Linked DNA regions of Mus musculus: region 1 is linked to region 2. Evidence: chromatin contacts called from public promoter capture Hi-C data. All regions are on one chromosome and are shown on one strand. The core of a region is the stretch at or near the end of the contact, and the rest is flanking DNA. Distances in the headings are between cores, read along the strand shown.

What was found. Promoter capture Hi-C pulls out the DNA fragments that hold promoters and counts their contacts.
Region 1: a contact with region 2 is called in a promoter capture Hi-C map of stem cell-derived epiblast-like cells, with 3 times the contacts expected there. The contact joins the promoter of Cnga4 here to the promoter of Olfr544 in region 2. A contact is called at or near these places in 9 of 39 promoter capture datasets (the 3T3-L1 cell line, cranial neural crest, embryonic stem cells and 5 more) and 1 of 115 datasets of contacts at active chromatin or transcription factors (embryonic stem cells).

The regions. Positions count from the first base shown.
Region 1 is chr7:105,402,172-105,406,413 of GRCm38.p6, reverse strand. Cnga4 (cyclic nucleotide gated channel alpha 4) reads right to left here and starts at 1,846. Exons shown (of 6, transcript NM_001033317.3): 1 at 1,661-1,846; 2 at 1,424-1,525; 3 at 1,138-1,244; 4 at 287-932. The coding sequence starts at 1,722.
Region 2 is chr7:102,486,435-102,491,268 of GRCm38.p6, reverse strand. Olfr544 (olfactory receptor 544) reads left to right here and starts at 2,962. Exons shown (of 2, transcript NM_020289.2): 1 at 2,962-3,002.

The sequences.
Region 1 (4,242 bases), core at 597-3,096, 2.9 Mb before region 2:
TCCTGCCTGGATAGTTGCCCTCTACCCACTCCTTTCAGAGCCTCCCCAATCCTCTCAGTCAGAAGCAGCTCTCATTCTCTTGTCACTCTTTTATGCACATTCCTCTCTTTGTCACTCTCTTGCTCACCCTCTTCCCCTTCCAGATTCTCTCAGTAGAAGACACCATATTCTAAGCTCAATCTAGTAGACCTATGAACGAATGCCACCCTCCGGAAGGCAGCAAGACCAGAGTTACTGCACTCAGGTCCTCAGGCATACCTCCCCCGGTCTATAGCCACCCTCTCACCAGTCAATAACGCGCCGCTCCAGCCTTCGGTTGACGTGCTGTAGCTTCATGTATTTCTTTACCAGAGCATGGTCTGGGTAGAAGGCTGCATCTGCCGTGTTCATGTTGTAAATGACAGAGCTCATGCTACCCATGATGGTGGCGAAACCCATGACGGCCAGCAGGAAGTCACCCACCATGAAGAGGTACTCTTCCTCTCGGGCTGGCAGCGGTGTGTCACCCACAGTGGTCAGGATCAGAGTGGAGAAGTAGAAGCTGTAGAGATACTGGCGCCGCAAGCGCTCAAAGCCAGGCTGCGCAGGGTCTGGGTATACCCATGCATCCCGTCCGAAGCCCAGGTACCTGGACAGGGCGAAGTATAAGCAGCTGTTCCAATGGATGACGACAAAAATGTAGATCATCAGCTTGGCTATGCGGAAGGCATTTGGGTAAGCTGTGCGGGTCTCTGTACGGTCGAAAGCCTCAAAGAGGCGAGGCACTCGGAGAAAGCGGTTTAGCCGGAGTGTAGGGATGTGGGGGCCTAGCTGCACGTAGGCTGCATCTGTGGGGACCAGGGAAGCCAGGTCCAACAGGAAGCTCCAGGTGCGTACATAGCGACTGGCGATCATGCTTTTGTCTACCACCAGGATGCCCTGTTCTAGGAATCCTAGGAGCAAAGAGGGAGATAGGCTAGGGTCAACTATGGGTAGGTCAGCTGCAGGCTGGGTATGCCAAGGTCAGACATGAAGGCAAGATGAAGGCAGGTTTTTGGGTGAGCACTCAAACACAGTGACACATGACTGTGCAGCCCTAGAGGTGGCTACTTTCTTAACACTTTCCTGGGGAGAGGTTAGTCCCGGGGAATCACTGACCTGTGTGGAAGCGTACCCCAATATCTAGTAGGTACAGCAGGTCACTCGTGTAGTCCAGCACAAACCAGGCCACCAGGTAACTGTGTTGCAAGTCAGGAAAGCAGGCCCTGCAGGGTAGGGGCAGAGGGGATTTGCTTAAAGGTACCAACTATGTGTCATTGGTTTGTCAGGACAGGTCCCTCAGTCCTCTACCCTGAGTCCTTCCAGGGAAGACACCTCTTTGTTAGGCCTCACCCTCTAGGCCTGCCCTTCTCTTAAGGACCCTCATTTAGCACCCCTGCCAAACCTGCATACAACGATGATGAGATTATACATGATTGGGAAGACCATCGTGTTCAGCCACCAGTAGTAATAATCCCCAGATGGGTCTAGGACTGGCAGCCACTTCCTGTAGGGAAAAAGAGACTCCTCTCATTTATCCACCAGGCATTCAGTGCTTGGGTTATAACCAGGACACCAAGAAGAAGGAAGCCCCAGGGAGTGAGGTGATTAGACCCCACACAGAGGACCAGACTTCTCTCACCTGGCTTTGGTTGGGGCTGGGGGCGTGGACTCTGTTGTCTTCACTTTGCTGTCCTGGCTCATGTTTCTGTAGTGTGGTCCTAGCCTGTAGGATATCCAGGACTTCGCCAATTAGAGGTGGCTTGAGAAAGTGCCTGGCTTCCTGGAAGAAGCTGCCCTGGGGCTCCAGCTGCGTCTTTCTGTCTTTGAAGCTCCTAGCAACACAACTAGAGCTAGCAGGGATGGAGTGGGTGGAGGCACTGTAGCTCCAGCACCCTGCCCTGTCTCCCAGGACCCAGGCTGGTTTACACCTGCCCAGCTAAACACCTTTAATGAGGTCCCCGGAGGTGGTGGGAGGTAGATGCTTGGGAAGGTAGCTTCAGTTTTGTTACTGTCTTCTTTCACCTTCCCCAAGCCTGCTGGAAATGTCGGTTTGAATACTGTTTCACTTTATGCAGGTTCTCTGTTGGGCCTAGTTATTTATTTGACAATTATGTGCCAAGCGGCTCCTTCATGTCAGGTGTTAAACTAGTCTCTAGGGACACTGGGGTGCCTCTCACTTAGAGGTGTTTTCCATAGCCACATCCTTATCTACATACCTATCACCCAATCTTCCGGCTATGTGCTCATTCTGTGCTACTTTTGTTCCTTTCCTATTTCTCATGCCCAGCGCCAACAGCTACTGGACATATTTTGTGGACCCTCAACCTCTTTCAAGTTTTCTTGTGAACTTTTCATAACAAAACAAACGTATTTCCTATAATCCCCCCTCCCACTTAGGCTGATGTCCCTGCTGTCATTCCTATGGAGATCAGAGTACAACTTTTGGAGTCAGTTGGTACACAAATTCCAGTGGTGAGGCTCATGCTTTTACCTGCTGAGCCATCTTGCTAACCTGTCCCCTACCCCTAATTTTAAGAACAAAAGGGGACAATCAAAGACAATGGGAGACCTGTAAACTGTTTTATACAGCTATGGGTTAGTGTCAGATTTACATTTTTGGAATTTCTTGAAAGAAATATCTATATCCCTAGGAAATGTTTCCAAAATGTTTTTGTCCATAGCTTTTGTAATGTCACCATTTCCTGGTGTTCTGTTTATTTCTTAGTCTCTTTTATAAGAGTCTTCGCACATTCCTTCTAGGTTAGTGTTTCCTAGAAATCTTAGATCTCTCTCTTTCATTTCCATCTTCCACACATGTTCTGGCTGATCTTGGTCACCCACAGAATTATTTTGCTATCTAGTAATTCTCATGAACTTCCTTGAGCTTTAGTCATCCTTAGGACTGACTAACTGCATACTAGATCCCACTTTGACACCTTAACTGTCATACTGTGTTAGCCACTGTTCTAAGGCTGTGAAGAGACTCCATCACTAGGCCAACTCTTATAAATGATTTGCCAGGTATGGTTTAATGCCTCCACTCACTTGGGAGACGGCAGAGGCAGAGGCAGAGGCAGAGGCAGAGGCAGAGGCAGAGGCAGAGGCAGAGGCAGAGGCAGAGGCAGAGGCAGAGGCAGAGGCAGAGGCAGAGGCAGAGGCAGAGGCATTTTTTCGAGTTCAAGGCCAAGCCTGGTCTACAGAGTGAATTCCCAGACAGCTAGGGCTGTTACACAGAGAAACCCTGTCTTAAAACTCCAAACCAAACCAAACCAAACCAACTAACCACCACCACCACCACCACCACCACCACCACCAAAAAAGCATTCAATTGGGGGCTTCTTTACAGTTTTAGAAGTTTGGTCCATGGTCAGGAGCATGGTGCCAGTAATGCCATAATGGCAGGTATGTTGCAGGAGTAGTTGTTGAGAGTTATATCCTTACCCATAGGCAGGGGTCGAGGGGGGAAGAGAGAGTGCAAGCCTAGGGCTTTTGAAGCCTCAAGGCCTACCCATAGTGATACAACAAGGCCACACCTTCCAATCTTTCTAATCATTTCAAAGAGTTCCACACCCTGGTGACTAAGCATTCAAATATATGAGCCTATGGGGGCCATTCTTATTCAAACCACCGCAGTCCCCTTCAACCCAGTGTATCAGCACCTTTATCTTCTCCCACCTACTCTTCTCCCCCACCCCAAACGCCCATTTCTGTCCTCTCAGCCAAACACCTGGGACCAATATTTAGTATTATGTAATTCAGATATTTTAAAAAATGACTGCAAATTTTTTGATGTTTGTCACTTGTGACTATCAGCAAATAGAGCATACTAAGCGTGATGTTTTGTGACATCTAAGGTTAGACTATCAAAGATGTTGCTACTTTCTGGGTAGCTTGGTATGCATATTGTGATTGCTGCCTCTCAGGATCCTGCTCTCTTTGATCCTGTCTATCACACTGTGAGAAACTTGAGAAGTCTGAGCTGAGTTCAGCCTTTCACTTGTTCCAGCCCAGCACTGTACATGCAATTGAAGAAGCCTTTAGGTGATTCTAATGATGGCTCAAGCCACTCCCACATTTGAATTTCCTAGATGCTCATGGGATAGAAATAAACCACTTCTGCTGCATCTCATTGGAATCACAGAATAACAAGCCGTCTGCTTTATGCCACTAATTTGGAGTGATTTGTTACTTAGTACTGTGGTTTGAGTCTTAAAGGTACCC
Region 2 (4,834 bases), core at 1,713-4,212:
GAAGAAGGAGGAGGAAGAGGAGGAGGAGGAGGAGGAGGAGGAGGAGGAGGAGGAGAAGAAGAAGAAGAAGAAGAAGAAGAAGAAGAAGAAGAAGAAGAAGAAGAAGAAGAAGAAGAAGAAGAAGAAGAAGAAGAAGAAGAAGAAGAAGAAGAAGTATTATAGATGACATTTTAGATAGGCAGTGATGACCTTTGCCCTTCCTGGTGGAAGGTTTTGTGGATTGGTTGCTGTCCCTTTCCCTCCACTGGGAGTCCTTCATGTCTACAAGAGGCAGCCATTTTAGGCTTCATATCCCCCACTGCTAGGAGTCTCAGCTAGAGTGACCTCCACAGACTCCCTGGAGCCTCCCCTGCCCCCTGTCCTAGGTCTCTAGCACATCCTAGAGGTACCCCACTGCCCAATGCTGATTCTCATTCTCTCTCCCCTGCTCTCCTTACCCCTGCTCGGTTCTCCTCCCACCTCCTCTTCCACCCAGTTTCCTCCCTCCCTCCACCTCCAAAGTCTATTTCATTTCCCCTTCTGAGTGAGACTCAAGCCCTACAAATAGTCCAGGATGGGGAACAATGGAGCTCAAACAGGAATTTCCAGATTCTTCTATATGGATTTGACTCCGTTTCCTCAGATGCCACAAACAAAGAAACAAGCAAACAAATGAAAGATCCAGAGCCTCTTCTCTTAGGTTATGAGAACTAAATAAGAGTTTACAGGCCAGACATGGTGGTGTACTCCCTCAATCCCAGGAGGCAGAAGCAGGCAGATCTCTGTGAGTTTTTTGAGGCCAGCCTGGTCTACACAGGGAGTTCCTGGCCAGTCAGGCTACATATTTATATCTAGAGAGAGAACATTATTAGATCATTGTATCTGGCCACAGCTTGATGCAGTTTGTGTTCTCAGGAGATGACACACAGTAGGTCTTAGTACTAAGGCAGGAACAGTGGGAAGCAAGCTGGAAATCCAGCATCAAGCAATCAGATGTTTGTTTGTTTGTTTCAAGACAGGGTTTCTCTGTTTAGCCCTGGCTGTCCTGGAACTCACTCTGTAGACCAGATGATCAGATTTATATCATGGAAGACTTTCACAAAGACAGAGTTAAAATTGTGGTTGGGATGTGGTGTATGAGAAAAGAATATATTTCCAATTTAGAAAAAAAAAAAAAAAAACAGAAGTTAAGCTAGCAAAACATTGAGACTCTTTTACTAAATTGCAATGAATATTCTGTTCATGCATACATGCTATTCTCTCTCTCTTTCTCTCTCTCTCTCTCTCTCTCTCTCTCTCTCTCTCTCTCTGTCATGCACACACACACACACACACACACACACACACACACAGCCAATGTACAAACATCAGAAAATTATAAGTGGTGTGCCTGTAATTCTAGCACTTGGGAGGCTGAGGCAGGAAGACAGTGAGTTCTAGGCCAGGCTGAGCTACACTGTGAGACCCAGTCTCAAAGATCAGGGTGAGGAGGAAGAGAGAAAGAGAAGGGATATGTAACAAGCCAAGAGCATTTCATTTTTATCAAGTGAGAACAGACTAAGACAAAGTAAGCTAACGCACTCTCACCTACTGAGTGTCAGACAGAATAGTCACAAGCCACAAGCTACTGTCACAATAATCACACTGGAAATAGTATTAACAAGAACACAGTGGTCAGTGGTAGAAGGAGTCAAGGGTGCAGGTATGAAATAGGCGTACCCATTGATGGCTTTCCTGGCTCTGACTGCTAGCTCTGCCCTATCCTGGAAAACATGGGTGGTAGGAGTATTTCTTCTTCTTTTTTAAATTGGATATTTTGTTTGCATTTAAATGTTATCCCCTCTCCCACCTACCCCCAAAACCCTCTATCCTATCCCCCTCCTCCTGCTTCTATAAGGGTGTGCCCCCAACCACCCACCCACACCCACCCTCGCATTCCCCTACACTGGGGCATGGAGCCTTCACAGGACCAAGGGCCTTTCCTCCCACTGATTCCATCCTCTGCTGTATATGAGGCTGGAGCCATGGGTCGCTCCATGTGTACTCCTTGGTTGGTGTTTTAAACCCTGGGAGCTCTGGGGGTCTGGTTGGTTGATACTGTTGTTCTTCCTATGGGGTTGCACACCCCTTCAGCTCCTCAGTCCTTTCTCTAATGGTAGGATCATTTCTTTTTTTTTAATTAGATATTTTCTTCATTTACATTTCAAATGCTATCCCTAAAGCCCCCTATACCCTCCCCCCTCACGTTGCTCCCCAACCCACTCACTCCTGCTTCCTGGCCCTGGCATTCCCCTGTACTGGGGCATATGATCTTCGCAAGACCAAGGGCCTCCGTAGGAGCATTTCTAACAGAGGAAACACCAAAGGATGTCAGGGTTTGGAAATGAGAGCATGACTCCAGTGCACAGTGTGATCTACGGAAACTTCCAACAAGCAGTTAAACAGGGCCGGGCACAAGGCGTCAACCTGGCTGTGGGGAGTCAGTGGGGTTGATGGGCTGCTGACCCATCATAGTGACAAAAAGGTGGAGAAAGAGTGGGTGAGGGGCTGGTGAGATGGCTCAGTGGGTAAGAGCACCCGACTGCTCTTCCGAAGGTCAGGAGTTCAAATCCCAGCAACCACATGGTGGCTCACAACCATCCGTAATGAGATCTGACTCCCTCTTCTGGAGTGTCTGAAGACAGCTACAGTGTACTTACATATAATAAATAATAAATAAATCTTTAAAAAAAAAAAAAGAGTGGGTGAGAGAGTCAGAGTTGAGTCTTGGCAAACTACTCCCTGCATACAAGTACCTCCCTGTTGCCTAACTAGTCTCTGTCAGGAGATGTTCTCACTCACACTAATCCCCACCTACAGGATCCTGGTGACCACTGGGGCCCTGGTAATTGGCTAAGTCAGACCTGAGAGGGAGCCTCAGAAGCCCTTGTTCCCCTCAGGGAGGCATAGAAAGACTTTAACTCACCCTGGCAACTGGGGACTGACTTGACCAGTCTTTACTTCCCCTGCCTGTGTGAGTCCTGGTAAGTAGGAGCCTATGTGCTTAGCCAAGCAGGGGTGTGGGGGAGGCTGTCAGAGAGGAGAGGAACGAGGGCAGCAGCCAACTCCTTCTGGCCCAGTTCATCTGGCCCAGTGCTTCACCACTTCCAACCCAGGGGGATTCACTGCATTCACATTCGCAGTCTCTAACACTGGTTTTCAGAGCCTTTGAGGTTGGCTACGTCTTCTAAGTCATCTTCTGAGAGGAACCCAAAGCCATATTGTAGCAGGCTGAATCTGACTTATTCCTCTCTTCTTGCACAGAGGTAGACAAATTCTAGGCCTTTCTAGCAGGTGTGCCTCTCAGATGTCTCACTCATCAAACCCCCTCTCTATCACAACCACCCTCCCTTCCACATGTAGACACAACTACATTCACCCTGCAGTTCAGTCAGTGTGCCTGAAGACAGCAGGGCAGGGTTTCTGTCCTCACAGACAACATAGCCAGTGCCAGGAAGAACCCCATTTTGTATAAGAAAGGGATCTAAGACTGGACATCCCTTTTCTTGACATATGGGGACTGAGACTGCATGATCGGTCTACAACTCTGGAGTAGAGTATGTGTCTATGCACACCAACCAAGGCAGTGGCCCTTCCTCTGTCCCCAAACTCTCTCTTCGTGTCCAGGACTTGCGGGTAGGCTTTGAGCTCACTTCTTTCACTTACTAGAAGGGAGCACGGAGAAAGAAGCACCAAGCCTGGTGTGGCGGTTCATGCCTGTGTTATCACAGCACTTGGAAGGTAGAAGAGGGAGGACGGGTTCAAGGTCATCCTCCGCTACACTGTGAGTTTCAGGCCAGCCTGGAAGACATGAGATCCTGTCTTTAAAAGAGAGAGAGAAACAGGGAGAGAGAGGAGGAGGAGGAGGAAAAGAAGGGAGAAGAGGAGGAGGGAGAAGAGAAAGAGGAAAAAAGTTGCTCACATCAGCCTCATATATTTCACCATCCTAAAAAGCCAACATTGTAACTCCCCCCTCACAGCTAGGATTGCTGAAATCCCTTGACCACCAGAGTCACACAAGTGGGTGACAGGACCAAGGTTCCCCATGACATATCCCCACCGTGCTGTCCCCATAAGCTCAGCACACTCCAGCTTTGGGTCATCCTCTTCCCAGCCTGGCCTTCCTCCAGTCTGATGCTCTTTCTTCTTTGCAGTGTCAGCTATGCTTTTTGCTGCCTCCTGCGAGGTGAGGGAACCCACACCCAGTACCCTGTCCTGTCAGGACCACATTTAGACCAACACAAACTCCTATCCCTAAAGCCTCCTCTAAAAGGTTGTGCCTGGTGTGGTGGCATACACCTTTAATCACTTAGGAGGCAGAGGCAGATGTATCTCTGAGTTTGAGGCCAGCATGGTCTACAGAGCAAGTTCCACGACAGCCCGGGCTACATGGAGACACCCTGCCTCAAAACAAACAAACAAACAAACAAACAAACAAACAAAAACACTAGGTTTTATAGATTAAATGGGCTCTGTGTGGTTCCTGGGAGCACACCCAGGAACAAGGGAGGAATATTCAGAGAGATGATGGTAGCTCCATAGAAAGTCCTTCCTAAGGATGGGCTCTGCCCCAAACTTGGACAGACTTGTGGTAAGACGGGTTGTTTTACAAGCAGATAGACACCCCAAAATAAAATGGGCTTCAAAACAAAATAAAGCCTTACCTACATAAGCCATTGTTCTTTCCAACATCAGTGAGCTGTGCTCTGACCAAGGCACCCGGCAGAGAATCACATCCCTGCTGGAGGGCCTGACTCTTCCTCCTAAGTGTCTGCCCTCTGCTGCTGCCCACAGATCCCTGAGCTCCACAGGTCTC